2 separate regions of the Mus musculus genome follow, and region 1 is linked to region 2. A link is a contact called in public HiChIP or PLAC-seq data. All regions are on one chromosome and are shown on one strand. The core of a region is the stretch at or near the end of the contact, and the rest is flanking DNA. Distances in the headings are between cores, read along the strand shown.

Evidence for each region. HiChIP or PLAC-seq counts read pairs in DNA pulled down with a chosen protein or histone mark.
Region 1: a contact with region 2 is called in an H3K27ac HiChIP or PLAC-seq map of extraembryonic endoderm stem cells, with 16 times the contacts expected there. The contact joins the promoter of Ap5m1 here to the promoter of Cdkn3 in region 2. A contact is called at or near these places in 3 of 39 promoter capture datasets (the C10 cell line, liver and pre-B cells), 1 of 484 Hi-C or Micro-C datasets (B cells), 1 of 115 datasets of contacts at active chromatin or transcription factors (extraembryonic endoderm stem cells) and 2 of 9 other capture datasets (adipose tissue and liver).

Annotation. Positions count from the first base shown.
Region 1 is chr14:49,064,275-49,067,895 of GRCm38.p6, reverse strand. It overlaps Ap5m1 (adaptor-related protein complex 5, mu 1 subunit), which reads right to left and starts at 1,347. Exons shown (of 8, transcript NM_144535.5): 1 at 1,032-1,347. The coding sequence starts at 1,105. Exoc5 (exocyst complex component 5) reads left to right here and starts at 1,229. Exons shown (of 18, transcript NM_207214.3): 1 at 1,229-1,770. The coding sequence starts at 1,744.
Region 2 is chr14:46,758,402-46,761,887 of GRCm38.p6, reverse strand. It overlaps Cdkn3 (cyclin-dependent kinase inhibitor 3), which reads right to left and starts at 1,347. Exons shown (of 8, transcript NM_001360041.1): 1 at 1,240-1,347. The coding sequence starts at 1,248.

The DNA of each region.
Region 1 (3,621 bases), core at 98-2,597, 2.3 Mb before region 2:
TTGTTGCATTCCTTTAATTCTAGTATTTGGAAACCAGAAGCAGGAGGGTATCTATGAGTTTGTGGCTAGCTTGGTCTACACAGTGAATTCTGGGTAAGCCAGTGGTACACAGTGAGGCTCTGTCTCAAAACCACAGCAACAAAAACCTAATAACTGAGTTCCTCAGTTACACCATTCAAATGCTTTCTGGTTTACATTCGAAGAGATTTAAAATTGGTCACCTTTCTACCATACATTGCTGCTTTCCAAGAACACACATCTACTCATTAACACAGAGGCTTCTTAGAAATAATGCCAAGAGACAGGTAACAACTTCAAGAACTGACAGATGGGATCTCCTGAAATCAAAACAGTTCTGCAAAGCAAATAAAACTACAAGCAAAGTGGCGAGACAGCCTATAGACTGGGGGGAACTTAGCCAGCTATACTTTATATCGGGGTTAATATCTAATATAAAGAACTGCAGAGTCCTCTCCATAGAATTATCTTGGTAAGATATGGCAAATTCTAAAGGTGGGACCAAACCACTTATGCCACCTGGATAAAAAGGTGACTGTAATTTAATTTTTCACACTTCTATTTTGCTCACCCACTAGAAGCTGCAAACTATAACGTTCTTTAAGCAATCATTTTTGTACCAAACTTAAACAGATGGAATTAATTTTAAAGATACATTAGTATAGCCGGGTGTCGTGGCCCACACCTGTAATCCCAGCACTCTGGAGGTATCTGTAAATTCAAGGCCAGCCTGGTCTACGTATCAAGTTCTAGGACAGCCAGGTATACATGAATCCTGTCTCAAATATATAAATAAATAAAGATACAATAGCAGTAATACTAGAAAACATGTAGCATCATGTAACAAGCAACTCATTCCTTACAACAAAGTGAGATAAACGTAGAAAGCCTAAATTGCCCAAGGGCACCCTGCTAGCTGCTCCTGGGACAGCTGAGACTCAGCGCACCACAAAAACTCCTGCTTAGATTCATCCTTGGACCCATCATGCCTGAGGATCCAGACTTGCAATTACCTGGAGAATCTGACGGTGCCTCCAAGTGGAGTTCCTGGTTCGTGACGTATGAGCCACACTGCCCGCAGGGCCATGGTTAAGCCTCCCAAGTATCAGAGCGATGTAGAAACTAAGGTCGCCATCCAGCCAAAGTAGACCCCGCCTTCTAGATGGGCTGTACCAGGCAACGTCCGGGTTCTCCCTGAGCCGCAAGAGCTCACTGGAGATGCTCGCTCTTCCGGGTGAGGTGACTCAAGTCTCCCGGTCCCTTCAAGAGATTAAAACACTCCTCAGAAGGTCTTAAGAACCTACACCCGGAATCTCAAGGGACTGGAATACTCTTCTCGCCCACTTCCGGGACGGCGGCCCGCGAGGCTCAAGACGCGTCACCCTGTCGCAAACGAGCGCCTCCGCGGCCCGCTCGCCGCTCGCTCCTTTCGCCCGCCCCGCGAAGTCGGCCGGGCGCGCGCAGCCCCACTTCCGGCGTGCGAGGCGGTGACAATGGGAGCGGCGCGGGCGGCGCCGGGAGGCAGCTGACAGGCGTCTGCGGCTCCGCTTCATGGCTGCTCTCCCTCTCTGCCTTCGCTGTGTGAGGACCGGGGCAGCCAGCAGCGGTGCGCAGCCCGGGCCGGAGGCGGTAGGCCGAGCTGGGACTGGTGAGCGGCGCCGCTGAGGCGCAGCATGTGAAGCGGAGACGGCCTCGAGCGCGGGGCGAGCCTCTCAGCCGGCCGGCATGGCCACGACGGCCGAGCTCTTCGAGGTGGGTCCCGGGGCTCGGCGGGCGGCGGCGGCGGCGGCGGGGGAGGGGCGGGTGGCGGCGGGACGCTGGGCCGGCTCGGGTGGCAGGGCGGCCAGACGTCCCGGAGACCGGACGGGCAGTGGGCAGGGCTGACTCCGGAGCCCAGGGCCGGCGAGCCGGGTCTTGCTGTGCGGATCCTCGCGACGGTGCTACAGGGGGCATCTGAATGGAGACTCTGGGGGGCTCCTCGGTGCCGAGGTTCCGACAAGCTCAGAAGCGGCCCTGGGGTGCCTGCCGTCTTACCTTACAGTCGAAAAGGCTGGGAGGATTCTTTTAAGGACAATAAAGGCCTACTTAGCCTCAGCACGGAAGGGAAGCGACACATCTTACTGCATTTAATTGCTGTGGAACCCTCCGACTGCTAGTTAAAGGATCCTTGGGCTGTGAGAAGCTGTGGGAGCGTTCAGGTGCATTTTCTTGAGTGTTTCAATATTTAAACTTGACAGTTGGATTTTGTGGCGTGTCAGTGTCAGAAGCGGTGAGGTTTGAGATAATGGAATGGGGTTACAAGACAATGAAACAGTATCTTCTTGTGTGGAAAAAAATAGAAGTAGTCATATGAAGAAAAATGAGGAATACACCTTCTCCCCCGCTGGGGCGTGATTACTCCATAGCAGCAGAAGTGTAAGTTGTAGAGAACACTGCAGTTCACAGTTAAGAATGTCACCATAGGTGAAAATTGTATCCATTGAGCATCAGCGTGTTCTGTGGCGTGAATTTTAAATGCCATTGTTTCCATTAAAAAAAAAATCTAACTTTTCAGTTACTTTTTTTTGTTACTGAACGTTGACTTGCAGTCATTCCTAGCATAGATACTGCATTTGTTTAGAGAAATAGCATGCCTAAATTGTAAGTTGTAATGAAAGTGATTTGAGTAAAAGTTATAATTACACCTAGGAAAAATTTATTGCTGTTCCTCAGATGTAAATGTCTGGAGATATTATAACATTTGCTTCACCAGTCATAAAATTCTGCTCATTTACTGTGTATCCTTGGTCAAGATACTAGGTAATTCTGTAATTACTTGTTTCAATTTTTATATCTTACAGGCTTTGGGATCTTTAAATAATACTTTCATGACGAGCTACTTATTAACAGAAAAACAGTATATTATCCTACTGTTATAGTGAATTCTCTTTAACATCCACAATTTCCTCTTGGATGGAAAATTATATTTTCTTCTTTAGACGTATACCAAGATGTCTTCAGTAACTTATTCGAAAATGTGTTTTCTTTCTCAGGGATGAAGAAAGTGGGGGTGGGGGGAAGGGGTGAAGAAATTTGTATTTTGTTCTCTAAGTCTTGTCATTTAGTGGAGTTGTTAAAGTTGTTTAGCTTAGTGACAGCAGTTCTGTAGGAGAGAAACCCAATGATGATACAGTAATCGGAAGATTCGTAGAACACACAGGCATATTGATAGGTCTCATAACTGGAGTGATCCCAACTCTGTCATTTGTAGTTGTTGTTTCATCAAAATCAGAAACATAATAATAGTTACAATGAAGTAGTGCCAGTTATGCATAATTAAGTCTGTTTGTCCTTTCCTGTGAGTCTAACCCTGCACTAGGTTCTGCTTGTGAATAAACCTTCATTCTCCAAGTGAAAAGTTACCTTTTTTTTTTTCTAATAGAAAGGGAAGAAGGAAAAAGGCCCCCAGTGTCTGCTGCCATTTCCTGCAGCTACTGCTACAAATATGGGTTGCAGATTAAGTCAGGCTGTGTCTTTCTCTCCTACTTCCCATTCTAAGTCACAGCTGGAGAGCAAGGGAAACAGGGCAGGATGTAGTCAAGGATATTTTGTTTTTATGCATCC
Region 2 (3,486 bases), core at 98-2,597:
TTTGATGTCAGCATTGGGGAGACTGAGGCACAAGTTCTAGAGCAGTGGTATACATGGCCAGGCTGGCTCAAAAGAAAACACAATATGGGTGGAAGGGTGGAGGATTGTGTATTCAGTAGAGATGACCCAGAAGAGACAAAGCCAGTGGACACTGCTCATCCCCTTTCTAAAACAAAAACAAAAACAAACAAACAAACAAACAAAAAACCCTTTCCACTCCCTAATTGGAACCATCTGAGATCAGACATTTGAACAACACGTGTATACAAAAATATTAGTTTTAAAGAATGTCAAAAGGAGAAAGTAGACTGCGGCTGTGTGATTCCCACATCCATCCAGATCTACCCCTTCCCAGGCAGCAGTGGACTACAGAGGACTCACTTGTGCTTGCCAGAGGAGGTAGATCTCAAGAGAGGAGGAAATAGCGAGCTCTACGTGTGTTCAGTTCCTCTATACCAGAGGTCAGATAGCTCACTCTTCCTCTGGCAACAATGCAGTCGGTAGGCAGCTGACACAGTGGACACAAGACTTGCAAGAGTAACCACCTGACTGCTTGGCTTTCAAGCTCTTCTAGAAAGGTCTTGCTGGAGGAACAGGTGATAACTGGCTGAAATTATAGATTGCGGTTTCTTTGGATTGCTCTTTGGTATAAAACACAACGGAACCCAAATGAAGCCTTTAAGTGGAGTGTCAGCTATGAGGTAGAAACGATATGTCAGGTGGGGCTTCCAAGTCATGGCTAAGACCCCTTTTCTTTCTCCTATAAAACCAGATTTTAAGCTTGTGTGACTTTTCACTCCACCCCTCTCAGCCTGCTGTGGATAAATGCTAACAGGCTTAGACGTCCCTGCCTTCCTCAGGCCCAGGGATTCTGACCTGCAGGAAACAAGACGCAGTGCCCTGAGCTTTCTGAGGGAGGGTGGCTATCGTGATGTCACTCACAAACGGGGTCGTTACAGCCTCTGCATCTGAGGCATCAAGCCACCCACAACCCCGGCCGTGACAGCCTCTGCATCTGAGCTGTCAAGCTGAATGGCTTGGCCCTCTCTGGCAGGGTCGTCGTGAGGCCCCTCAGGTGGGCAGCGAACCGCAGTGCCACAGATCTGCCACTCAGCCTCCCCGACGCGCAGGGCGGTTACTGTGCGAATCGCACCGCTGGCCGCCCAGCAACGCAGCCGAGGCGGTCCAGCGTCTGGCCCCGTGGCGAGGATCCTTCGGGTCCCGGACAGCCCCACTCACCGGCTTCATCGCGGGTCGCCACTCGCCGTAACCAGTGCCGCCGCCCTCGCAGCCTTTAGGACACCGCCCGCGAAGAGCCCGCCCCCGTCAGTCCATTGGTCCGCCCACGTAGGAGGTGGCGCGGGGCGTTCCAGAAACCAATCATATCCTCGCTCTGTTTCTTACTCCGGGGCCTTGCTCAGCCTCTGACTACTCATTGGTTCAGAGGAAGTCTTTGAAAGACGCGCGGAAGGAGGGCCCGGAAGAAAGGGGATTGGCTTGGAGGGCTCCGCCCCTCCGCCAGTTGAGGGCGTGGACGTGGCGAGAGGCGGAGCGAGGCGAAGTGGTTCCTCACAAGTCCAGCGCTTTGGAGACTTTCTGGACTTAATTTCTGAATGATACCAGGATAGGGAGCATTTTCTTTTAAATTGTTTTAACTTTCAGGGCGTGGTAATTGGTGGAGGAGAGCCTTGCATAGGAGGTGTCCCTGGGAAAACTGACATTGCTGTCATATCTAGTCATGTAGATACTTTGGAGAATACTAAATAAAGAGCATAGGCATACTTGACATTGGATGTTCTGTATGTTCTGGATGTTCCAGGATGTACATAAGTTAATGTGTAGATCAGTCTTCCTGTTCACCAAGTAGGAATGTGCTAATATTGTATGAAAAGGAGATAAAATGATATGGGGGTTGGGGGTGGGGTCGACCTTGTCAGGCTTAATCAGCGCCAATATAAGACTGTTCTGAGCCTGCTACATGGGCGCAAGGAACTGAACTAGGGTCCTCTCTGAGAGGACACGCTCTTTATTGGTGAATCTTCTCTCCATTAACTCCCCTGCCCCCCCCCCCCCACCTTCCATTTTCAGTCTTCATTTAGCTGGCTTTGGGAAAGAAAGTCACCTGGAGCAATAGTATCATGGAATTTGAGAAAAGCAGAAGTTTCCTCTTTTACCCTTATGTCAAAGTCAGTGGGCACAGGGCTAGTAGTTAGGGAAAGAAGACAGCACGATTTGACTTAGAAATAGCATTAGTCACGATCCTTCGGAGAAATAGAAGTTGTGTGTGTGTGTGTGTGTGTGTGTGTGTGTGTGTGTGTGTGTGTGTAAAAGAAATGACTTCGGAATGCTGGTGAGTTCAAAATCTAGTGAGAGGTTAGTGGCTGTTGACTCAGAAGATCAGATCAAAGTTCAAGTTCAAAGGCAGAGTGTTGTGGGGGCCAGGAAGAGTCTGTGCTGTAAATTAACTGTGAAAACCATAAGCTAAAGAATCCTCCTTGTGTTAAGAGAATCTTAGCTTTTGTAATATCCAGGCTTCCAACTTGGAAGACAATCTGCTTTACCCAAAGTCTACCAACTTAAATGTAAATTACATCCCCTAATATTCACAATAGTGTTTTTCTAAATATCTGAGCACCTGGCTTAGCCAGGTCAATGCATGTCTTAGTTAGGGTTTCTCTTGCTGCAACGAAACACCATGACCAAAAAGCAAGTGGGGGAAGAAAGGGTTAATTTAGCTTACACTTGCACATTGCTGTTCATTATTGAAGGAAGTCAAGATAGGAATTCACACAGGGCAGGAACTTGGAAGCAGGAGCTGATGCAGAGGCCATGGAGGAGGGCTGCTTACTGGCTTCCTTCCCCTGGCTTGCTCAGCCTGTTTTCTTATAGCAGGCAGGACCACCAGCCCAGGGATGGCACCACCCACCATGAGCTGGGCTCTCCTCCATTGATCACTACTTGAGAAAATGCCTCATAGCAGATATCCTCAACTGAGACTCCTTCCTCTCTGATGACTCTAACTTGTGTCAAGCTGACACATAAAGCAGGCTAGTACAGTGCACAAAATAACATGGAGACCCTCTGGGATTTTCTGTAGTCAGTGAACAATTTTAGACTCATGCTGTCCATATTGGTTGCTCATATCCAAAATCGAAGATTAAGTTAGAATAACTAAGCAAGAAATGCTACTTTACAGGTACTGTCTTTTTTATTTGTTTGCTTTTTTTTGTTTTTTATTTGTTTTGTTTGTTTGTTTTGGTTTTTTGAGACAGGGTTTCTCTGTATAGCCCTGGCTGTCCTGGAACTTACTTTGTAGACCAGGCTGGCCTTGAACTCAGAAATCTGCCTGACTCTGCCTCCCAAGTGCTGGGATTAAAGGCGTGCGCTACCACGTCTGGCAATGTAAGTCTGCTTCCTTAGATGATGTTGCTATAGACATAGGGAACTAGTTACCACCCGCTACAAATCCACTATTGGGCATCGAAA